7 separate regions of the Mus musculus genome follow, and all the other regions are linked to region 1. Evidence: chromatin contacts called from public promoter capture Hi-C data. All regions are on one chromosome and are shown on one strand. The core of a region is the stretch at or near the end of the contact, and the rest is flanking DNA. Distances in the headings are between cores, read along the strand shown. Region 1 holds the start of Brd3os (bromodomain containing 3, opposite strand). Region 2 holds the start of Rabl6 (RAB, member RAS oncogene family-like 6). Region 3 holds the start of Bmyc (brain expressed myelocytomatosis oncogene). Region 4 holds the start of Paxx (non-homologous end joining factor). Region 5 holds the start of Med27 (mediator complex subunit 27). Region 6 holds the start of Ajm1 (apical junction component 1). Region 7 holds the start of Fcna (ficolin A).

What was found. Promoter capture Hi-C pulls out the DNA fragments that hold promoters and counts their contacts.
Region 2: a promoter capture Hi-C map of hematopoietic stem and progenitor cells shows a contact between it and region 1, with 5 times the contacts expected there. The contact joins the promoter of Rabl6 here to the promoter of Brd3os in region 1. A contact is called at or near these places in 4 of 39 promoter capture datasets (hematopoietic stem and progenitor cells, hippocampal neurons, liver and 1 more).
Region 3: a contact with region 1 is called in a promoter capture Hi-C map of liver, with 3 times the contacts expected there. The contact joins the promoter of Bmyc here to the promoter of Brd3os in region 1. A contact is called at or near these places in 2 of 39 promoter capture datasets (hippocampal neurons and liver).
Region 4: a contact with region 1 is called in a promoter capture Hi-C map of liver, with 4 times the contacts expected there. The contact joins the promoter of Paxx here to the promoter of Brd3os in region 1. A contact is called at or near these places in 6 of 39 promoter capture datasets (the C10 cell line, cranial neural crest, hippocampal neurons and 2 more) and 1 of 115 datasets of contacts at active chromatin or transcription factors (microglia).
Region 5: a promoter capture Hi-C map of liver shows a contact between it and region 1, with 4 times the contacts expected there. The contact joins the promoter of Med27 here to the promoter of Brd3os in region 1. A contact is called at or near these places in 3 of 39 promoter capture datasets (embryonic stem cells and liver).
Region 6: a promoter capture Hi-C map of liver shows a contact between it and region 1, with 7 times the contacts expected there. The contact joins the promoter of Ajm1 here to the promoter of Brd3os in region 1. A contact is called at or near these places in 4 of 39 promoter capture datasets (cranial neural crest, hippocampal neurons, liver and 1 more) and 1 of 115 datasets of contacts at active chromatin or transcription factors (embryonic forebrain).
Region 7: a promoter capture Hi-C map of liver shows a contact between it and region 1, with 4 times the contacts expected there. The contact joins the promoter of Fcna here to the promoter of Brd3os in region 1. A contact is called at or near these places in 3 of 39 promoter capture datasets (hippocampal neurons and liver).

What each region holds. Positions count from the first base shown.
Region 1 is chr2:27,441,099-27,443,798 of GRCm38.p6, reverse strand. Brd3os (bromodomain containing 3, opposite strand) reads right to left here and starts at 1,363. Exons shown (of 2, transcript NM_001360791.1): 1 at 985-1,363; 2 at 1-871. The coding sequence starts at 416. The coding sequence ends at 162.
Region 2 is chr2:25,607,167-25,609,866 of GRCm38.p6, reverse strand. It overlaps Rabl6 (RAB, member RAS oncogene family-like 6), which reads left to right and starts at 1,386. Exons shown (of 15, transcript NM_001024616.2): 1 at 1,386-1,754. The coding sequence starts at 1,625. Ccdc183 (coiled-coil domain containing 183) reads left to right here. Exons shown (of 14, transcript NM_029859.1): 11 at 74-242; 12 at 326-436; 13 at 511-607; 14 at 1,074-1,238. The coding sequence ends at 1,192. It overlaps Fcnaos (a long non-coding RNA gene), which reads right to left and starts at 537. Exons shown (of 8, transcript XR_003954003.1): 1 at 398-537.
Region 3 is chr2:25,705,578-25,708,277 of GRCm38.p6, reverse strand. It overlaps Bmyc (brain expressed myelocytomatosis oncogene), which reads right to left and starts at 1,399. Exons shown (of 1, transcript NM_023326.2): 1 at 557-1,399. The coding sequence starts at 1,352. The coding sequence ends at 840.
Region 4 is chr2:25,459,695-25,462,394 of GRCm38.p6, reverse strand. It overlaps Paxx (non-homologous end joining factor), which reads left to right and starts at 1,301. Exons shown (of 7, transcript NM_153557.1): 1 at 1,301-1,608; 2 at 1,680-1,740; 3 at 1,901-1,950; 4 at 2,038-2,228; 5 at 2,321-2,386; 6 at 2,536-2,620; 7 at 2,694-2,700. The coding sequence starts at 1,484.
Region 5 is chr2:29,345,471-29,348,170 of GRCm38.p6, reverse strand. Med27 (mediator complex subunit 27) reads right to left here and starts at 1,361. Exons shown (of 8, transcript NM_026896.5): 1 at 1,124-1,361. The coding sequence starts at 1,326.
Region 6 is chr2:25,578,809-25,581,508 of GRCm38.p6, reverse strand. Ajm1 (apical junction component 1) reads left to right here and starts at 1,410. Exons shown (of 1, transcript NM_001005424.2): 1 at 1,410-2,700. The coding sequence starts at 1,612.
Region 7 is chr2:25,626,575-25,629,274 of GRCm38.p6, reverse strand. Fcna (ficolin A) reads left to right here and starts at 1,301. Exons shown (of 10, transcript NM_007995.3): 1 at 1,301-1,526; 2 at 1,726-1,839; 3 at 1,944-1,997; 4 at 2,273-2,308; 5 at 2,599-2,634. The coding sequence starts at 1,439. Fcnaos (a long non-coding RNA gene) reads right to left here. Exons shown (of 8, transcript XR_003954003.1): 6 at 164-321.

The sequences.
Region 1 (2,700 bases), core at 114-2,613:
TTGCTTCCCTTTTGTTTGGAAGCATTTCCTGGGCTTGGGCAGTGAGAGGAGCATCTAGGTACCTGTTGTGCCCCTAATAAAGTGTTGGATGACATTCTTGGGTGTTGCGTTTTTATACCACGGCTTGATCTTCATGGCCATCAAGGGTCTTCTCCCTGGAATTACATGATTGAGCAAAACTTAGACTGGCCAGTGTCCCTAGAGACCCCAAGCTGGTTTTTGTCTCGAACTAAGATGGCCTCATTTCCATACTGGGAGTACCACATGCTGCGGCTTCTGCTCAGGTATGTACTAGGTGGTACAGACTCCAACTTCTGCTGCTCTTGTTGCCAAATGAGCAAGGACGTATCCCTGTACCGGAGGCGGGCATAGGATTCTGACAGGGCCTTTTCTGCCAGCGGGACTCGCCCACTCATCCCACAGGCCCAGCGTCCTGCACACCTGGCTTTCCTCCTAGGCCAGGAACAGCCGGCTGCTGTGCTTTGTAACTAGTTGGCCAACAACCTTGATGGCTGTTGGGTTTGGGAGTCCTTGTTCAACTTAATAGTGAAAGTAGGTAACTTAGACCTTCCATAGGCAAGATCCTCAGGAGGGCAGGAGAATCCAAGACACATCTCTGACCATTCAGGAGCCACGTGAGAGCCATTCCAGACAAAGTGCTCTAGTGTTGACAGTGACTCCACACCACTCCTGGGAAGCTTATCAGGTGTCCACTGCCGCTGCAATACTGCTGAGCTCAAAGAGATGTATCCAGGGTGTCTGCAGCAGGGGCTGGCCTGTCCACCCCGCTCAAAACACAATGGGGATGTGGACTAAGCGTTGGTTCAGGTCCTTTCTTCTAGCCAGTCTTCCACTCTTACCAAGGGTGACACTACAAAGGGAAGAAACTGTCGGAAGGGGAGGGGAGTCGGGGACAGGCCCAGCATGGGCCTCACCACCAGGAGCAGCCTCTATGGGCCAGAGTGTTCAAGCGAGGTTACTCACGGATGCAGCTTGCTGAGCTGAGCTGAGCGGAAGGATGAGGCGGATGGACAATCGCAGGTCCCTTAATAACCCACAGACGGTTGGCGGTCCCAGGGTCTCCTCTCCGCTGGTGAGAGAAGCGGTCCTCAGCTATGGAGTAGAGAGCTACTGGAAGGAGGAAGGATGCGAGCCCTACGCCCCAGCGGCCAGCAAAGTCACCGCTTGCCCGGATGCTCCAGCGAAGCAGACTTTGCCACCGGCGCTCGCGGACACGCGTGGGCCTGCTGACGCAAGGGATCCAGGTCCCGGGCAGAGCCAGGAGGCCGCGGCTACGTCTCCATGGCAGCGTCGCAGGCGTGGCGAGCCGAGCACCGAGGACCAGCCTGCAGACGGACACATCGATCATTCTGTGGGCGGGGCCAAAGACCTAGAGGGAGAGGAGGAGCGTCCAGAGGGCGGTGGGGAAGGAAAGGGGAAGGACTGGAGTGGGAGGGGGAGCTTGGAGAGAACTTAGGTTAGGGGGCGGAGAGAATAGGGGGAGGAGGAGATCCAGAGAAAAGGGAGAGGGGAGGAGCTTGAAGAGAGGAGGAGCCGGAGAAAGAGGCAGAGCGAGATCCAGGATAAGGAGAGAGTGGAGAGAGAGGAGGATCCCGAGAAATTTGGGAGTGTGTAGTGGGGGAAGAATCTAGGAGATGGGGAGGCTCTGGAGGGGGGAGCATGAAAGGAATGCTAGGAGAAGACAGAGCTAGGGAGGAGAGGATGAGGATTGAGAGGAGGAGCCTGAAGAGGCAGAGGAAGAAGAGGCGTTTGGGGGAAGCAGAGTGGGCATTGCAGAGTGGAGGGGGTGGTAAACACAAAGGGAGAAGCCAGGATAGAAAAGGAGCCTGGGGAAGACACTCTGGAGTCAGGACTGGGAGGGAGATGGGGCTAAGAGCTGGGGAGAAGAGCTTGGGGGCATTGTAAGGAGGAGCATGGAGGGTGAGGAGCGGCTAGGAAACCTGGAGGAGATGCTGAAGAGGGATTAGGAGTTAGCATTAGGCACCTTCCCAGTTCTCGATCCTAACATGGTTTCTGAGGTTTTCTTTCTTTCTTTCTTTCTTTCTTTCTTTCTTTCTTTCTTTCTTTCTTTCTTTCTTTCTTTCTTTCTTTCTCTCTCTCTCTCTCTCTCTCTCTCTCTCTCTCTCTCTCTCTCTCTCTCCCTCCCTCCCTCCCTCCCTCCCTCCCTCCCTCCCTCCGTCTCTCTCTTTCTTTCTTTCTTTTTTTGTTTTTTCGAGACAGAGTTTCTCTGTATAGCCCTGGCTGCCCTGGAACTCACTTTGTAGACCAGGCTGGCCTCGAACTCAGAAATCCACCTGCCTCTGCTTCCCACAGTGCTGGGATTAATTTTATGTTTGGGTTGGAGCTTTTGTGGTCTGGAGTTTGACGCCACGGCCTTGGGCATGTTAGGCAAGTGCTCTAAGGCTAAGCTTTGTCTTCAGTCCTTATTTTCTTTGTGCAGTTTCCTTCTCAGACCTATTGCTGTTATTATTGACATCCCACTCAGATGATGGGCACATTTGTTTTCAATTTATTTAATGTGGTGTGGGATGCATCATTTCAAAAGTAGCTGCGAAATTCCGCCATTCCACATACTGCTCATTTGAATTGTCCTAAAGCCCCAGGAAAATTCAGCATACACTCCTATTACACCCGACCAAACACTGTGACCCCGTGTCCATCATTTTTCTGCATAAGTTC
Region 2 (2,700 bases), core at 137-2,636, 1.8 Mb after region 1:
CTGCTGTGCCCTCCTTCTCCTCCTCACTGCTGTGCCCTCCTCCTCCTCACTGCTGTGCTTACCTCCCCCATAGCTTTAACTCTATCCAGAAGAAGATGAAGAACATGCTAGAAGAGGAAGAAGCAAGACTCAAGCAGGCCCAAAACAACATGAATAAGGGCCAGCAGCTGCTGCTGGTCATCCAGACAGGTATTGACAACCTCTACATCCGGCTCATCGGCATCACCTTGCCAACCTTCCAGGTATCAGCCCCCGGGGAGGAGATGCTGTGTACAGGGTCCCTGTGTGGGACCACAGGAAAACCAGCTGCTCCTCTGACCCACAGAAAGAAATAGCAGTCTCTAACACTCTTGATGTGTACGGCAAGCTGGATTATTGTGAGGGAAAGCTTATCTACCTGGCTGAGCGCATGCAAACGTTGTCCAGAAATGAGGAGGTAACCCTGGGCCATGGAGGGGTCCCCACAAAGCCCATGTGCTCTCCAAGATGATAATGGGTGCTGCCCTGCAGGTTGACACAAAGGTGAGGGACACCTTGGAGTCATCAACTCTAAAAGAGAAACATAATACCAGAATTACCTTTGAGGACCCAGAGGAGGACATGATAGGTGAGGCTCTACATGCCGGCCACAGGAAGATGGAGAAGGACGACAAGAACAATAGCTGCAACTAGATAGGGTCTGAACTCAAGACAAGAGATGGCATACATGGTGACTGGGCGCTGAAGGGAAAGGTTTTAATCGATAGACGTTACAGAGGTTTCTTTTTCTGAGACAAAAGGGACGTATATCATGGGATGGGCCAGAAGGGAGCCCAGACCGAACTTTTAGAAGAATTTCTGCTACAGAGGCAAGGTGGGGTGAAAGGATAAGGACAGCTAGTGTGGATAATCTTGGCAAATCCTAGTTGTCTGGCACCTGGCCTTAGGTGACTTAGGGCAGGGGTCTCCAGTCATTGATACATGTCTGAAATGAGCTCCCGGCAGGAGATGGCCTATGGCAGCAAACGCCAACAGGTAGAGGTGGGAGGCTTCTGGAAAGAGGGTGGCAGCCACTCCTTTTCTTGCCTGTTCAGAAACCTTCCAGTTTGCGGATGTGGACCATAGTTACGTCCCTTCGCGGGCGGAGATAAAGAAACAGGCCCAACAGCTGATCGAGGCGAAGCTCAAGGGAGCCAAAAAGAAGAAAAAGTAAACCTGTCTGGGCTGTAGTACAGAAATAAACATTTTTCCAGAACTACACTAGAGGAAGGAGAAACCTCGGGACTCTTGAGGACCGGGAAGCTGATCGTTGGACCAGAGGGGGTTGGTGGCGGCGAGGTGGAGATGCTAGAAAAGGGCGGGACCTAGTGCGCTCTCTGCGCATGCGGCGGCTACGTGTCCCTTTTAGCGTCCCGTAGCCGCGCCGGCGCCAAGATGGCGGCGCTGACGGGTGCCTGGCTGCCGCGCCGAGGGCCGTGGAAGCCGGAGCGGAGCCACAGAGGCTGAGGCCCCAGAACCTCGCTCGAGGCCGCGCCCGCTCCGGCCTCGGGGGAAGCCTGGGCCGGCCGGACATGGTGCGGGGTGCGCTGTGCTGCTGCCGCTGCTGAGCTCGCAGGCCAGCCCGGCTCGCACGTCCAGCAGGAACATGTTCTCCGCGTTGAAGAAGCTGGTGGGGTCGGAGCAGGCCCCAGGCCGGGACAAGAACATCCCCGCCGGGCTGCAGTCCATGAACCAGGCGCTGCAGAGGCGCTTCGCTAAGGGGGTTCAGTATAACAGTGAGTGCGGGCCGCGCCGTCGGGCAGGCCGGGGCGGCTGGCAGGGCCCGGGGCGGCCACCCAGCCTACTAGGGTCTGGAAGAATCAGAGGGTAGGGGCGGACGGGTCCCTGGGTTCTGAGTAGTGGTCGTTCCTTGAGGGACATCACCTGACAGGAGACCTCCAGAGAACAGCTGTGCGGCGACACTAGCGGAGCAGCGGTGGAGGACCCTGATTGGCGCGGGTACCCTGCGGAGAGAGACCATTACATAACCCGAGGGTGCGCGCGCGGGGCTGCGTGTGCCTGCCTCCTCTCCGCCCCCCGCGCCTGCTCTCACTTGAGGCTCCTGAAAGTCGGAGGCTCCTGAAAGTCGGTCGCCTGTGGGCCTTGAGCCTTGATTTTGTTTTTTTGTTTTTTGTTTTGTAAGGGATATGCTTTTTTTTTTTTTTTAATTTCAAGAGGCTCTTAACTCTGCATCCCTGACCCCACAAGAAGAAAAGTCCGCTCTGCCCTTCGTTATAAATTATGTATGTTGTGCAGCGAGAAGCACACGGTTCTCTTGACCTCTTTAGAGTTTTTCCATTTGCAGGTTGAACAATCAAAAGATTCTTGGGCAATGTCGTGGTCTGATATTGTTTACTTCTAAACTATTTCTATACTGCAACATTTTTGAAGCGCGTGCGCGCACACATACATGCACTGGCACATACACACAGTTCACTGTAAGCTGTGCCTCACAGGGTCAGTGATATTTAGGTAATAATGTAACATTATGAAACTTACTAGGAGGATTTTTTGTGCAAATTTAGAAGCAAACAGTGTATGTGTGTTAACTTGGAAGTTTGTATTTCTCTTGACTGAGGAAGAGAATTGAGTCAAATATTCAGTGGTTTGTGTTCTTTGGAATCTATGTTTGGATTCTTTCGTTATTTTTATATAGTATTAATTTGCAGCCCAATTCTAGAA
Region 3 (2,700 bases), core at 150-2,649, 1.7 Mb after region 1:
GGGCCCTGGTACTTGCTCAAGCAAAGTACCTAATGATCACAGCTCTGCTGTTGACTTGGTTCTTGTAGGATCAGCAACAGCCTAAATTGTAAGAGACAGTCTCCACTTCAGGTGACCACCACACCACCTCCCCGCATACACCCAGCAGTGTCTAAAGACAGAGGAGCCAGAGAGGCGAGGCACCGGTACTCTGGAGGTTTTTTTTGTTTGTTTGTTTGTTTTTTCCTGCCTCTCCTGATTCACCTTTTTGCTATGCTTCAGTAGTACCTTTATTTTATTTTTAAAATTATATCAATTGTTTAAAACCCCTCAGTCTATCTAACTTTGTTTATGCATCTATCTCATCTTTTGTCTTTTCCTCTTTCTTTTTTCTTTTCCTTTTTGGTCACATAAAGTTCCCCTTTCTTACTTTTAGTCTACTTTTAGCAGTAGTATTGTCTGTAGCTCCTCGGTTCCTTATTTTGCTATGTTTCATAAAGCTGTTTTTTTTTTAAGCATGGGCTCAACATATTTCCGAATTACTTTGATTTTCTTTAAACAATAAAAAAGAATCAGCTTTTGAAAGGAAAATATACCTTTTTATATTTCATATCCTAAAATCTTGTATAACTGATAAGACGTTTTTATTGATGTTATTTACACTTAAGGGTCCAGCTGATGTTGGAAAATTGATATACTTTAAGATTCCTTTTTTAAACAAATACAAATCTGTTAAGGGGAGTGAGGAAGGGTGGCAAGCTTAAAAAAGAAAAGAGGGAGGGGAGGGTTCTCTTACGCCCAGGATTTGAGGCAGTTAACATGGCTGAAGCTTACAGTCCAAAGCCCCCCGTGCTGTGCGCTCAGGTGTTGCAGGTGCAGTCTGGAGGCGTAGCAGGCTCCACGTCGGCGGCCAGGCTCACGCCGGTGCCTTCTTTGCGCACAGCCTGGTAGGGGTCCAGCTTGGAGACCAGCTTGGCGGAGGCCGAGAAGCCATTCCACATACAGTCCTGCAGGATGATGTTCTTCACGAAGGTCTCGTCATCCGGGTCGCAGACGAAGCTCTGCTTCACCGCGTCTCCTCCTGGCAGCTCGGGCAGGTCTGCGATGGAGAAGCTATCACCGTCGTGGTCCCTGGGGGCGAAAGACACGGCGACCGCTTCGCAGGGAGGCGAGTAGAGCCCGGCGTGGCCCGGGGACGGGCGCGGCGTGGGCAGCAGCTCGAATTTCTTCCAGATGTCCTCGCTGGGCGCTGGCGGCTGCGGCGGCTGCTGGTGGTGCACGTCCTCCTCCTCATCGTCGCACATGAAGTATGGCTGCACCGAGTCATAGTCCAGGTCGCGGTTGCCGTTAGCGAGGCTCACGTGGAGGGGCATGGTCGCGGCGTTGCGTTTGGAGGCGACCCGGAGGGGTGCAGGGCTGCTGCGGAAACCTGGCGCGCTGCGCAGCAGCCCCGAACCACTCCCCTTCCCAGACCCTCACTTCCGACAATCCCGACAGTCCCTTCACCAGGCTCGGTCTCCGGCTGCAGCGGAGGGAGGAGGCGTCAGCTCGTCGCCAGACGCCACGCTCAAAGTATCGCGCCACCTTACGGAGAGGGGCTATAGGCGCTGCATCCTACGTGCACAGGATACATTTTCGTGGACGCAGATAACCTATTCTCCGCATACTCTCACTCATTTCCTGCTAGTGTCTACCTCTCCACCTCTCAGTCCTCTTCGTTCGCCCAGTGACTCTTCTACTTTCATGTCATTTGTAACACGTGTGATTTCATGTACCTATGAAATCGAGAACCCATGGATGAAAAAAGCAAAGATCTTGTCTCTCTGAGACTGACTTAATTCATTTAATATGATACTCTCCAATTCCATCCATTTCTTGCAAATGACACTCTTTGCTCTCATTTATGACTGAAAATGTTCCACTTCCACATACGAACCACATCTTTATTGTCCGTTCCTCTGACGATGGACACCTTGGTTCCGGAACAGCTATTGTGGAAATGTCCGTAATAAACCCGCGTTCAAGGATCTCTGTGGTGGCATACTTGCTTCGGGTCTTCAAGGGTTTTCTTAAAGCTACACTATTTTTTTTATTTATTTATATCATTTTAAGTGTATGAATGATTTGCCTGCATATATGTAAGTGCATCATCACCTACATGCCCAGTCCCCATGGAGACCCAAAGAGGAAGACTGATCCCCTGGAACTGTGTCAGGACAGTGTGAGCCTCTGTGTGAGTGCTGCGAACTAAGGCCCAGGACCTCTGGATCTCTGCGAGAGATCTTAACTACAGAGACCATCTCCAGCATCATCCCACACACCTGTAATGAGTATATGATGCTTGCATCTATGAATGGCTCCTGCAAATTTTCTAAAATGTAGATACAAATATGTGTGAGCTACACATTAAATTTAGGCATGAATTAAACTTCTAAAACACTTTATGATTAAATATTACATAATGCCAAGCAGTCAAGGCAGCTCATACATTGGAAGGCTGAGGCAGGAGGATTACCATGGCTGGGCTACATAGTAAGTTCCAGGATATCCTGGTCTACATAGTGAGAACTTGGCTCAAACAAACAAGAAAATCCATAACACAGAATTCTTTAAAAAAAATTAAAAGATCTAACCTATTTTCTCTTTTCTTTCCTTATTTTATATCAAATTTTTAGAAAGGAAAAATAATGATTTCAAGAACATTTCTGGTTTCTGGACAAT
Region 4 (2,700 bases), core at 52-2,551, 2.0 Mb after region 1:
CTCTGACTCTGGCTCTGGCTCTGGCTCTGGCTCTGGCTCTGGCTCTGGCTCTGGCTCTGGCTCTGGCTCTGGCTCTGGCTCTGGCACAGGCAGGCCTCCATACTTTAATATCAAAGGTTTTCCTGGGTTGCCTTGTGCTGTGGTGAGCAATGCAGTAGGGATGGGAGAAATGACAGACATCATTTCTGCCATATTCCAGTGGCTAGAATAGAAGCAAGACCTTAGATGCAGCTTCTAGGAGGGGGTCAGACAATGGTGGAGATGCAGGCAGACATCAAGGCTGAGCCAGAAACTCCTAAAACCAGGATGTACGGTACACAGTGAAAAGCAGGGAAAGTAAGACATGGGAGAGAGGGATGGAGACTTGAGCAGAGGTGAAATGTTCTACATGGATCCTCAAGAGGACACTTTCAAAAGAACTACAGGTAAGTACACCCGGCTGGAGACAGGCAAAAACCCATGCACGCAAAGGCTCTAGTCCGGAGCCTCAGCAGGGTTGAGCAAAACTAGAGGAAAGTGGGAATTGAGTATGTTTGGCTGATGGCACTTTTCAAATGTTAGCACAGTTCACCAAGTTACTAACCACTCTCACCATGGTTCTCATAGGTTCATGCTAGCCCTCTTCCACAGCCTTGGGAAGACTTCTGTTCCCATCAGGCCTCCTCCTGAGCACACCCTTTGCTGGGCTCCATTCTCTGCAGGTGGCATCAGCCCCTACTATGCAGGCCCTGTGTGGATTCTCATGAGCATTTGCTGCAGTGTGAGTGCTGTCCTGTCGGACTAGTCATCTCTCCCATTAGATCTCAGGTTCCAGAGACCTCCTGTTGGTGAAGGTGTCCTCAGGGCTGACAGGTATCACACAGAGGGTGGTGACTCAGACAATGGGAGGGTATTGCCCGGGAGAAAACTGCATCTCCAAACGTTTCCACATGTACTGTACTTACTCTTGTATTTTGGTTTGTTACAACTCAGCTTTAGAAAGAGATGTGTTTATATCTAAAGTGACAGGAAGGGACAAGTGACCAACAGTTTGGAGGCCCTGCAGTACAAGCCCTTGGGGGATAGATAGGAAAGAAGACCGGCATTGAAGAGCGGCAGATATGTTGCTAAGAAGGACCCAGAAAAGCGGAAGAGCACAAGGAGTGAGACCATAGTAGATCTCTGTTTGGATGCAAGGGCCAAAGAACAGAGCCCAGAATAGCACTGAGTAGCTAATGCGCTAAGCCCCGCCCTCCGAGTGCTTCCCGCCCCGCCCCACGTGCTAAACCCCGCCCTTTAGTCAGCCTCTTACTTAATGCCTGGTACCCGGAAACAATGTCAACCTTGAGTACCGCCCATCGCCTCGTCCTTCCGTCCCTCCAGAAACCAGAAGTTCCGCCGCCGAGCGAACACCTTAGATTGTGAGTCACCGAGTTTGTACTTCTGCGCAGGCGCCCTCAGCCCACATCTAACTTGGCTCCTGCGGCGAGACCGCCCTGCTGTCATGGCTCCTCCGTTGTTGTCGCTGCCGCTTTGTATTCTGCCGCCGGGTTCGGGCTCCCCCCGCCTGGTGTGCTACTGCGAGCGGGATAGTGGTGGAGACGGGGACCGCGACGACTTCAACCTCTAGTGAGTGGAGTCTAGGGATGTGGGGTGCGGGAGCATAGCGGGCACGGTGCCTGACAGCCCCTCCCACCCAGTGTGACGGACGCCGCCGAGCTCTGGAGCACCTGCTTCTCGCCTGACAGCCTGGCGAGGCTCGTGAGTAACAGTGCTGGGGATAGGAGACAGCTGGTAGCTTGCCACCCTCCCCCTCCCCGTGGCAGTGGTTCTAATAGCATTTCCAGGGTAGGGCAGTTTGGAATGTCCAGTGGGTCCAGGGTCCTGGGCGGGGTTAGTGACAATTCCTTGTTCCCAGCAGAAAGCCCGATTTGGCCTAAGTGGGGCTGAAGATATCCATTCCCGGTTCAGGTGAGTTCCAGTTAGGGAGGCCATGTGAATGAGAAGCTTGGGGTAGTGCTAACACATCCTGGCCATAACACACATCTCCCTCCTTAGGGCAGCCTGCCAACAGCAGGCAGTAACTGTAAGCCTGCAAGAAGACAGAGCATTGATAACCCTTTCAGGGGATACCCCTGCCCTGGCCTTTGACCTCTCCAAGGTGCCCAGCCCGGAGGCAGCCCCCAGGCTGCAGGCTTTGACTCTCAGCCTGGCAGAGCATGTATGCAACCTAGAGAGGCGGCTGGCAGGTACTGTATGTGTGGGCACCTGTACCTTCCCTCAGGGGCATGCTTTTGCAGACCCTCCTGGCATTGAGTGAGATGCCACGACTCTCTCTTAGCTGCAGAAGAGACCATCACTAGCCCCAAGAAGAACACCCAGCCAGCAGGCACTCAGTTCTTACCAGGTAAGGGGTGGGCCTGGCATGTGGGCTGGGGCTGCTCTTTCTCTGGAACTGCCTCTCCAGATGTCTCATGGGAGAATCTTTCCATGTGGACAGAGTTCTGGCCAGGGTTCTTTGGAGTTCAAGATTTCCCTGATCCTATTTTCTGGCAGAACTTGATCACCAGAGAGGCAGCTCTGGGCCTGGGGTCAGGAGACGGTGTCCAGGGGAGTCTCTCATTAACCCTGGCTTCAAAAGGTACTTGCCACCTGTCTCCCCTGCCCTGGTCCCTTCCTTTTCTTCTATGTATTTACATACTCTTGTCTTCTAGTAAGAAA
Region 5 (2,700 bases), core at 112-2,611, 1.9 Mb before region 1:
CTTTAATCCCAGCACTCCGGAGGCAGAGGCAGGCAGATTTCTGAGTTTGAGGCCAGCCTGGTCTACAGAGTGAGTTCCAGGACAGCCAGGGCTATACAGAGAAACCCTGTCTGGGGGGGGGGGGGAGACCTCAAGTCCTTCCATTCTAATTTCTAAGACAGGAAGAAAACACAAGTTCAGGCACAGAAGACATGCCTACTAAACTGTGTGTGGTGGCACACACCTTTAATCCCAGCAGATTAATCCAGAGAGGCAGAGGCAGGAGGATCTCTTGTGAGTTTGAGGCCATCCTGGTCTACAAATTGAATTCCAGGACAACCAAGACTGTTACCCTGAGAATCCCTGTCTCAAAATCCAAAGTGCCTTCTATGCATGGCATCTGAGTAATGTCTTCTCAGCAAACTCTTAATACACTAATGATGTAAAAGGAGTCCCGTGAGGGAAATATGTAATCCCCAATTATTAGGGGTTAACCTGCTCAAACATTCCTTTCCCGTTGTAGTGAACTGAGTCCTCTGAAACTGAACCTAAATAAATTCTTCCTCTTAAACATCCTAATAGATGTAAGACTGTATCTCTCGAGAAAAGAGCTAAACAAAAGGAATGATGGTGACTGGCAGTGAGGAGCAGGTGGCTTCGGAGGGGAAATGGAAAGAGGCAAAGGTAACGGAGGTAGTCTGAGAATGAGGTGAGGTGGAACTGATGAATTCTAGGCTCTGAGGATGGGAACTGGAGCTCATCGGATCGAGAGGTACGTAATTGGGCCTGGGACAGTGTTGATGGGGAGACTGGCCCGATGTGATGGAGCCCAAGGAAAAGGTCTGATAAGATCGACGAGGTGGAAGTTCCTGAGAAGAGGTTTCCTCATCAGATAGGACCACTACAGCGGGAACCGAGGACCACAGATGACAACCAGGACGAAATGGCCAACAGAATGAATACTAGGTAACGGGACGGGAGACAAGGAGTCCCTGAGAGGCTGACTAGGACCGGGAGATGAGCGAAAGTGACAGCGGACTGTGAATAAAGGAGAGAGGCCCGTGACTGGGCAGACTGGCGCGGGATCCGGGCGGGACAGGTGCCAGAAGGGTCCTCAACCCCGATCCTTTCAGCCAGTACCTACTTGAGGTCCCGGTTGACGGAATGCAAGTTGTCCTGGAAGTTCGCGATGAAGGCCTTCTCGCGGCCCTCCAGCGTCTCTTTGTTGCGCATGCCATCCTTAAGGCAGTCGAAGACCCTACTCACGCTAGAGCGTAGCGCCTGGATGGCGCTAATAGCCTGCGAAAAGGCCTCCAGGTTCACACCAACGCTCAGCACGTCCGCCATGTTGCAGCTGTCACAGCCGGCTTTCCAGAGTCCACAGCCTGAGCGGCGCGCGGCGCTTCGTGATGACGTTGTCCTAGGAGGGTATTGGGATGTGTAGTTTGCGACGTGGCTCCCATCCAGGAAGCTCTAGCGAACTTGGAAAAACAGCGCCAGTCTGACTGAATGAGAGAGTTGACCACAAGTTATGATCTCCATCTAGGGAAGTCATTTTGTCCTCTCCTTTTGCTTAATAGTGAATGACAAAGAAATGCAGAAGCCCACTGTGTATCTCCAAAATTTGAACAGTCACATAGGAATTTCTCAAAACAATAAAATGTCCCCAGAGTACATGAATGAGTCCATATTCATAAATAAAGGGGAAGAACTCTCTTACCTGTAGTAAAATGCCAACACATAAATGAAGGCAGAGTGATACAAGAAAACTGCCACTTGGCAGCCTAAATAATTGGTTAAGGTATGAATCAATTGATGTTTTTTCGAAACAGCAAGGTATTCTATATAGTTTCAAAACGTTTTTCTTTATGAAACTTAAAAGGAAATAGAAAACATTTGGGCTACATGAGGACCTGTGTCCAAAAAGTAAATTAACAATAATAATAATAATAGAAATTATGGTATGTGTCCAAAAGAATTGAAAGCAGTGTCTAAATGAGATGTTTGTACTTCCATATCCACCGCAACCTCATTCACTATAGTCAAGTGTGAAAGGAGCCAGATATCTACCAACGTATAAGCAAATAAGCAAAATGTGATTATATATGATACAAATTGATATATACTGTGACATCAAAATGGACAATATACCTTTCAAGTTAATGGAAGATCAAAACAGGGAAAATAGACCTTGCAGCTTAGGGGATCTGTTTGCAGTTAAGACAGTTAAGAATAAGTTCCTCTGTCCTGTGCAGGCTAAAGTTTCTGTTTGTAATTAAAGAATAAGTTCTATTTGCCTCATGTTAAGTCCTTGCAAGTTAGGGTTTTTATTTGTAATTAAGAATAAGTTCCTGGGACTAGAGAGATGGCTCAACGATTAAGAGCACTGACTGCTCTTTCAGAGGTCCTAAGTTCAATTCCCAGCAACCACATGGTGGCTCACAACCATCTGCAGTGGGATCAGATGCCCTCTTCTGGTGCATCTGAAGTCAGCTACAGTGTACTCACATACATAAAATAAAAATAAATCTTAAAAGAAAAAAAAAAGAATAAGTTCTTGTTCTTTTTGTTTGGTTTGTTTTTGTTTGGTTTTTCGAGACAGGGTTCCTCTGTGTAGCCCTGACTGCCCTGGAACTCACTCTGTAGACCAGGCTGGCCTTGAACTCAGAAATCCACCTGCCTCTGCCTCCCAAGTGCTGGGATTAAAGGCGTGTGCCACCA
Region 6 (2,700 bases), core at 161-2,660, 1.9 Mb after region 1:
CCGCCCCCAAGCAACGCAGACTAGGTTCTTGCTGATGGCTGCTCCAGGACGGGCCAAAGCAGGACTGCTATTTGGGAAGGGCCTTCAAAATACCTAGGATACAAGAGCAAGCCCCAACCCCATCCCAAAGGGAGCGTGTGTCACAGTGCACTGCTCCTGACAGCTGCAGCCAGCAAAGCCGACTGTCACCTTCCTGGGGCGGAGCCTCAGACCCTGTCATCTCACCCAAACTCTGACCTGGCACTGAGTTTAGAATGAAAGGGGTCTTAATAGGGTCGGCATGAACCTGGGTTTGGAACAAGCCTTGGTACTTAGTAGCTCTGACTCCAAAGAGCACCCCTCTAACAGCCCCTTGTACACCTGGACTAGAGACCCGAAAGGCCCATCCACTTACAAGTCCTGCCAGGCCCCAACACACTCTCAACTTCCTCTGGAGCAGATGTCCTGGGAGTAGGTGCATTATGGGGGGAGGGTGTGTGTGTGTGTGTGTGTGTGTGTGTGTGTGATCGCCTTCTTAAACCCTCTTTCTCTAGCCAGCTCCAGGCCCTGGAGACCACAGACACTGGTGGCCCACATCTGAACATTAGCCTAGATCGTTTTCAGCCCATAGCTCCAGGGATGAACAACCACACGTTTCCATGGAGCTTTCCAAAGCCAGAGTGGGAAGGACTCTGTCCTGGGGAGGGGCTTTCCCGCCCTCTCCTCTGCCTCCTCCTAGCTAGCAGCCTCCTGGCTTGGTACACTAGTGGTAGTTTTCAGCTTAGAGGAAGGACACCATGAACTCGTGGCTCACATGGCCCCACGTGGTTCTGTAGCCTAAACCTGGCTTTAGCACACACTGGGGGTGGGGGAAGGGTCCATGTGCAATTCTGCAAAGCAGGAGAGTCTTGCTGTAGCCTTCTCTGTTCCAGCAAGCTTGGTGGGTTTCATTCAAGCAACTGGGGTCCAAGATTTATGCAAAAGGAAGAGGGATTTGAGACCCAAGAAAACTCTGGGATCATTCCTCTGCCTAGGACCTCATCGAGTTGAGGGGACTTACGCTTAGTTAAAAAGGACTTGAGTGCTAGGAGAAGAGTTCTCTGCCCAGCCTAGTCGGCAGGCAGGAACCATTCATTGACTCACCTGGGACTCTGCATTATCAGAGGGTCTACCTGTAAGGAAATCTAAAAGTGCATCGTTCCAACTGTAGGCACCAGAGGGCAGTAGTGCTGAGATCACGTCCCGCTTTGATCTACCTAAGCCTGCCCAACCGACCCTAGTAGGGGGAGAGAATGCCTGGCAGGTTTAACTCAGGAGTTCCCTCTACAAAGAAGGTCCACAGTAGCCTAAATTCTCCTGGCCCATCTACCCCACAGGTCGCATGGACTGTGAGCTTTCTCCTGCAGGTACATCTAACATAGGCATGGAGGCAGCACCAGAAGCCTTGACCATGACCTGCAGCCAAGGCTGCACCATCCCCTATGCCCCAGGTAAGCCGGACCAGCACGTGGGGTGGGGTGGGGTAAAGGGCTTGGGGTGCAGAGGAGGCTGCCCTGACCGGTATCTCCTCCCAGGGCAAAATCCCCGAAAGGCCGTGTGACTGGAGCTGCCAGCCTGGGGACGTCTTTTAAGATGACCCGCACGGACCCGCCGGACTTGCTGGTGTCGACCGTGTACCAGGACATCAAGGTGGTGGACCCAGGGCTCACGTCCAAACGCCAGCCATGTGAGCGATCCGTGGCCCGGCCTGCTGCGCCCACGCCTTTCAACAAGCGCCACTGCCGTAGTTTTGACTTCTTAGAGGCACTGGACGAGCCCACCATGGAGACACACCCAGAGCCGCCACCTCCTGAACCTGCGCCACCGCGCGCCCGACCCAGAGACAGCGAGCCTCGGCGCCGCACCCGTTCCAAGAGCGCGCCCCGTGCGTCCCAAGGCCTGGCGACTGCTCCAGCTTCGCCGCCCGTACTGCAACGCAGAGGTCGGGAAGCCCAGCGTGCAGTGCGGGTGGAGGGGTCGCCGCGCCGGGAGCCCTCGTATCCTGCGCTGAGAGCTCTCGCTAATGAGCTGCACCCCATCAAGCTCCAGCCACAGCGGGGAGGCCCCGGACGCATCGCGCCTCTATGCGCCACCCCAGGCCGCTGCGCACCACCGGAACCACCCTCTGGACCTGTCCCCCATGTCCGCTGCCGTTTGGACATCAAGCCGGACGAGGCAGTGCTGCAGCACGCCGCCCGAAGCTCGCGATCTTGCGCACCTAGAGAGACGACGTCCTGGGCTCGCACAGCTCCACAGTTCCATGGCCTCACAGTTCCCGGCCCTCGCCACGTGGCCCTGTCACGCACTCCTACCCCCAGTGACTTGTACTGTACTGACCCCAGAACTCTGTACTGTGACGGGCCACTGCCTGGGCCCCGGGACTACTTGGAGCACCGCAGTCAACCCTTCACAACGCCTCCAGGTCCCACCCAATTCTTCTACACCGAGGAGCCAGAGGGCTACGCAGGCAGCTTTACCACAAGCCCCGGCCTTCCCTTTGATGGCTACTGTTCCAGGCCCTACTTGTCCGAAGAACCCCCTAGACCCAGTCCAAGGCGTGGGGGCAGCTACTATGCTGGCGAAGTACGCACCTTCCCGATCCAGGAGCCCCCCTCCCGCTCCTACTACGGGGAGACAACTCGAGCCTACGGTATGCCTTTCGTTCCCCGGTATGTCCCAGAA
Region 7 (2,700 bases), core at 52-2,551, 1.8 Mb after region 1:
TTAAACAGAAATAAAAATAAAATCTAAAAAAAAAATGATGCAGGTGTAAAGTTGGCTGAAAGGGGATAACGCTGGAAAAGTTAGACTCTTTTAGGTTTAACATTTTTTAATGAATTATTTTATTCATTTACATCCCTAGACTTGTTATTTTTAAAACACCTACCGCCTGGGCTGTGCTCAGCTTGCTGCAGTTGGAGATGGGGGAAGCCATTGCTGTTAGAGAGCTGGCTACTCCGATGAACCTCAGGGTTCAGGCCTGGGGCAGGAAAGAGCACTTCCTGTAGGAACTGGTGCCAGTGAGGACAGAGGGAGGTCAGCAGCCTGGAGGGACAGAGGGAGGTCAGCAGCCTGGAGGGACAGAGGGAGGTCAGCAGCCTAGAGGGACAGAGGGAGGTCAGCAGCCTGGAGGGACAGAGGGAGGTCAGCGACCTGGAGGGACAGAGGGAGGTCAGTGGCCTGGAGGGACAGAGGGAGGTCAGCAGCCTGGAGGGACAGAGGGAGGTCAGCGGCCTGGAGGGACAGAGGGAGGTCAGCAGCCTGGAGGCGTGCTGGGGAAGGAATGGGGGAGCATAGCTGGCCTAGTCTGGCCTGCAGGCACTCAGGTCCCTATGGATTCCCTGCTCACTATAAACCCTAGCCAGGCCGATGCCAGACTTTGCAGTAGGTAGGTATTAAGGTATACAGGGCAGGACTGGAGAGATGGCTCAGAGGTTAAGAGCACTGCCTGCTCTTCCAGAGGTCCTGAGTTCAATATCCAGAAACCATGTGGTGGCTCACAATCATCTGTAATGGGATCTGATGCCCTCTTCTGGCATCCAGGTGTACATGCAAATAGAGCACTCATATACATAAAATAAATAAATCTAAAAAAAAAAAAAAAAAGGATGTAGGCAGGGTAGTGAGAACGAGGGTTCTGCTGGCTTGGAGGGCCAGGCTCAGCTCTTTCATGGCCCAGCCAGTGCCTCACACTCTCTCAGGAAGGCTTCTTCTGTCTGCTATCCATGGATGGGAGGCTGAGAGGTTCAGCATTTGGCTCTGGGAGCTCAGTAGGCGCCTTTGGCCAGCCTTGCCTTTCTGAGCTAGTTCTTTGGGAATCTATTCTTTGGAGAGAAGCAGAAGAGGAAGGTAGAGGAGGAAGAGGAAGGTGGAGAAGGAAGAGAAGGAGGTGGTGTCCTCATGCCCCGAATCCCCAGTGCTGACTGGGAAAGTGTGCTGAGTGTGTGAGTACTGTACTCATGTGCTACAGGGAACTGCTGGGTGTGGCGCTGGCCATCTGGTGACACACAGGAAGTGTGCCTGGTTTTAACTTGCACTCCTTCTCAGGAGAAAAAGCTGAGCCGTGAGGAATCCAGGCAGTGAGGGTCTTCACTTCGTTCATCAGTGCCTCAGCCTCCGTCCAGAGCCAGGGAGTCAAGGAGTGGCTGCTGTACCCAGAGCAATGCAGTGGCCTACGCTGTGGGCCTTTTCAGGACTGCTCTGTCTCTGTCCCTCCCAGGCCCTGGGTCAGGAGAGAGGTGCCTGTCCAGGTGAGAGGGGTCTGCTCAGAAGTGTGGGCACACACATACCTGCATATGCCTGCACATGTGGCAGCAGGAGATGGGACATTTTAGAAGGGCAGCCTGAAAACACATCCAGAGACAGGCTGCATGAATGCTAGTGGGTACGGAGAGCTGTGGTTTTCAATGCTGCTCCAAAGCCACCCCTCTTTTTTTTTTTTCTATGCAGATGTTAAGGTCGTAGGTCTGGGGGCCCAGGACAAGGTGGTTGTCATCCAAAGTTGCCCTGGCTTTCCTGGCCCACCTGGGCCCAAAGGGGAGCCTGGAAGCCCTGCTGGAAGAGGTAGCAATCTGGATGGGAGAGGGATTCCCCTTAGCCTCCCCTTGGCCCAGCTCCCTCCAATCCTACCTAGGAGATGAGATCCAGTTTAGTCCTTGTGTTTACAGGAGAACGGGGCTTTCAGGGCAGCCCAGGAAAGATGGGACCTGCCGGCAGCAAAGGTAAGAGGGAATTCTCACATGGGTCTATCTGCCTAAGATCCAGACAGGTCTTGAGAGTGGTGCCAGTAGCACCTGAGCCCACACACCATCCTCCCCTATGTCCAGATGCATGCCTGCCCCCTTCCTACAGGCTGGGCATTCAGATCTCTCTCCTACAAGTTCTGCTCGCATGGATGGACACATAGGTGGATACACACACACACACACACACACACACACACACACACTGAAGTGAAAAAGAACCAGCACTGTAAGAATGCCCCTTCTGTCTACAGGAGAGCCAGGAACCATGGGGCCCCCGGGAGTTAAAGGTGAGCCTAGTAAACAAGTCTCCTTAGGAAGGGACCAGGAAGGACAGCTCCACATGGAGCAATATGGGATTAGGGTCTTGTTGGCTTAAGGGGAGTCTTGAATACAAAGAAAGGTGGGTGTTCCCAGAAGCACTACTTCAGGGGTCCCCAAAGTCTCCCCGGATCATTATGCATATCAGAATGTTGGGGGCTCACAGACTAGGGGAGAGGCTGGAAGCTGGGAGGGGTACAGGAGAGGATGTGGCAGGATTCCAGCTCTGGGACAAGGCTAGTATGCTGTATTCCTCCAGGGGAGAAAGGCGATACAGGAGCTGCGCCATCTCTGGGTAAGTACATCCCATAGTCTCTTCTAACGTTTCCAGTGTCTTTACCCTCTGGTTGTGAGTGAAGAA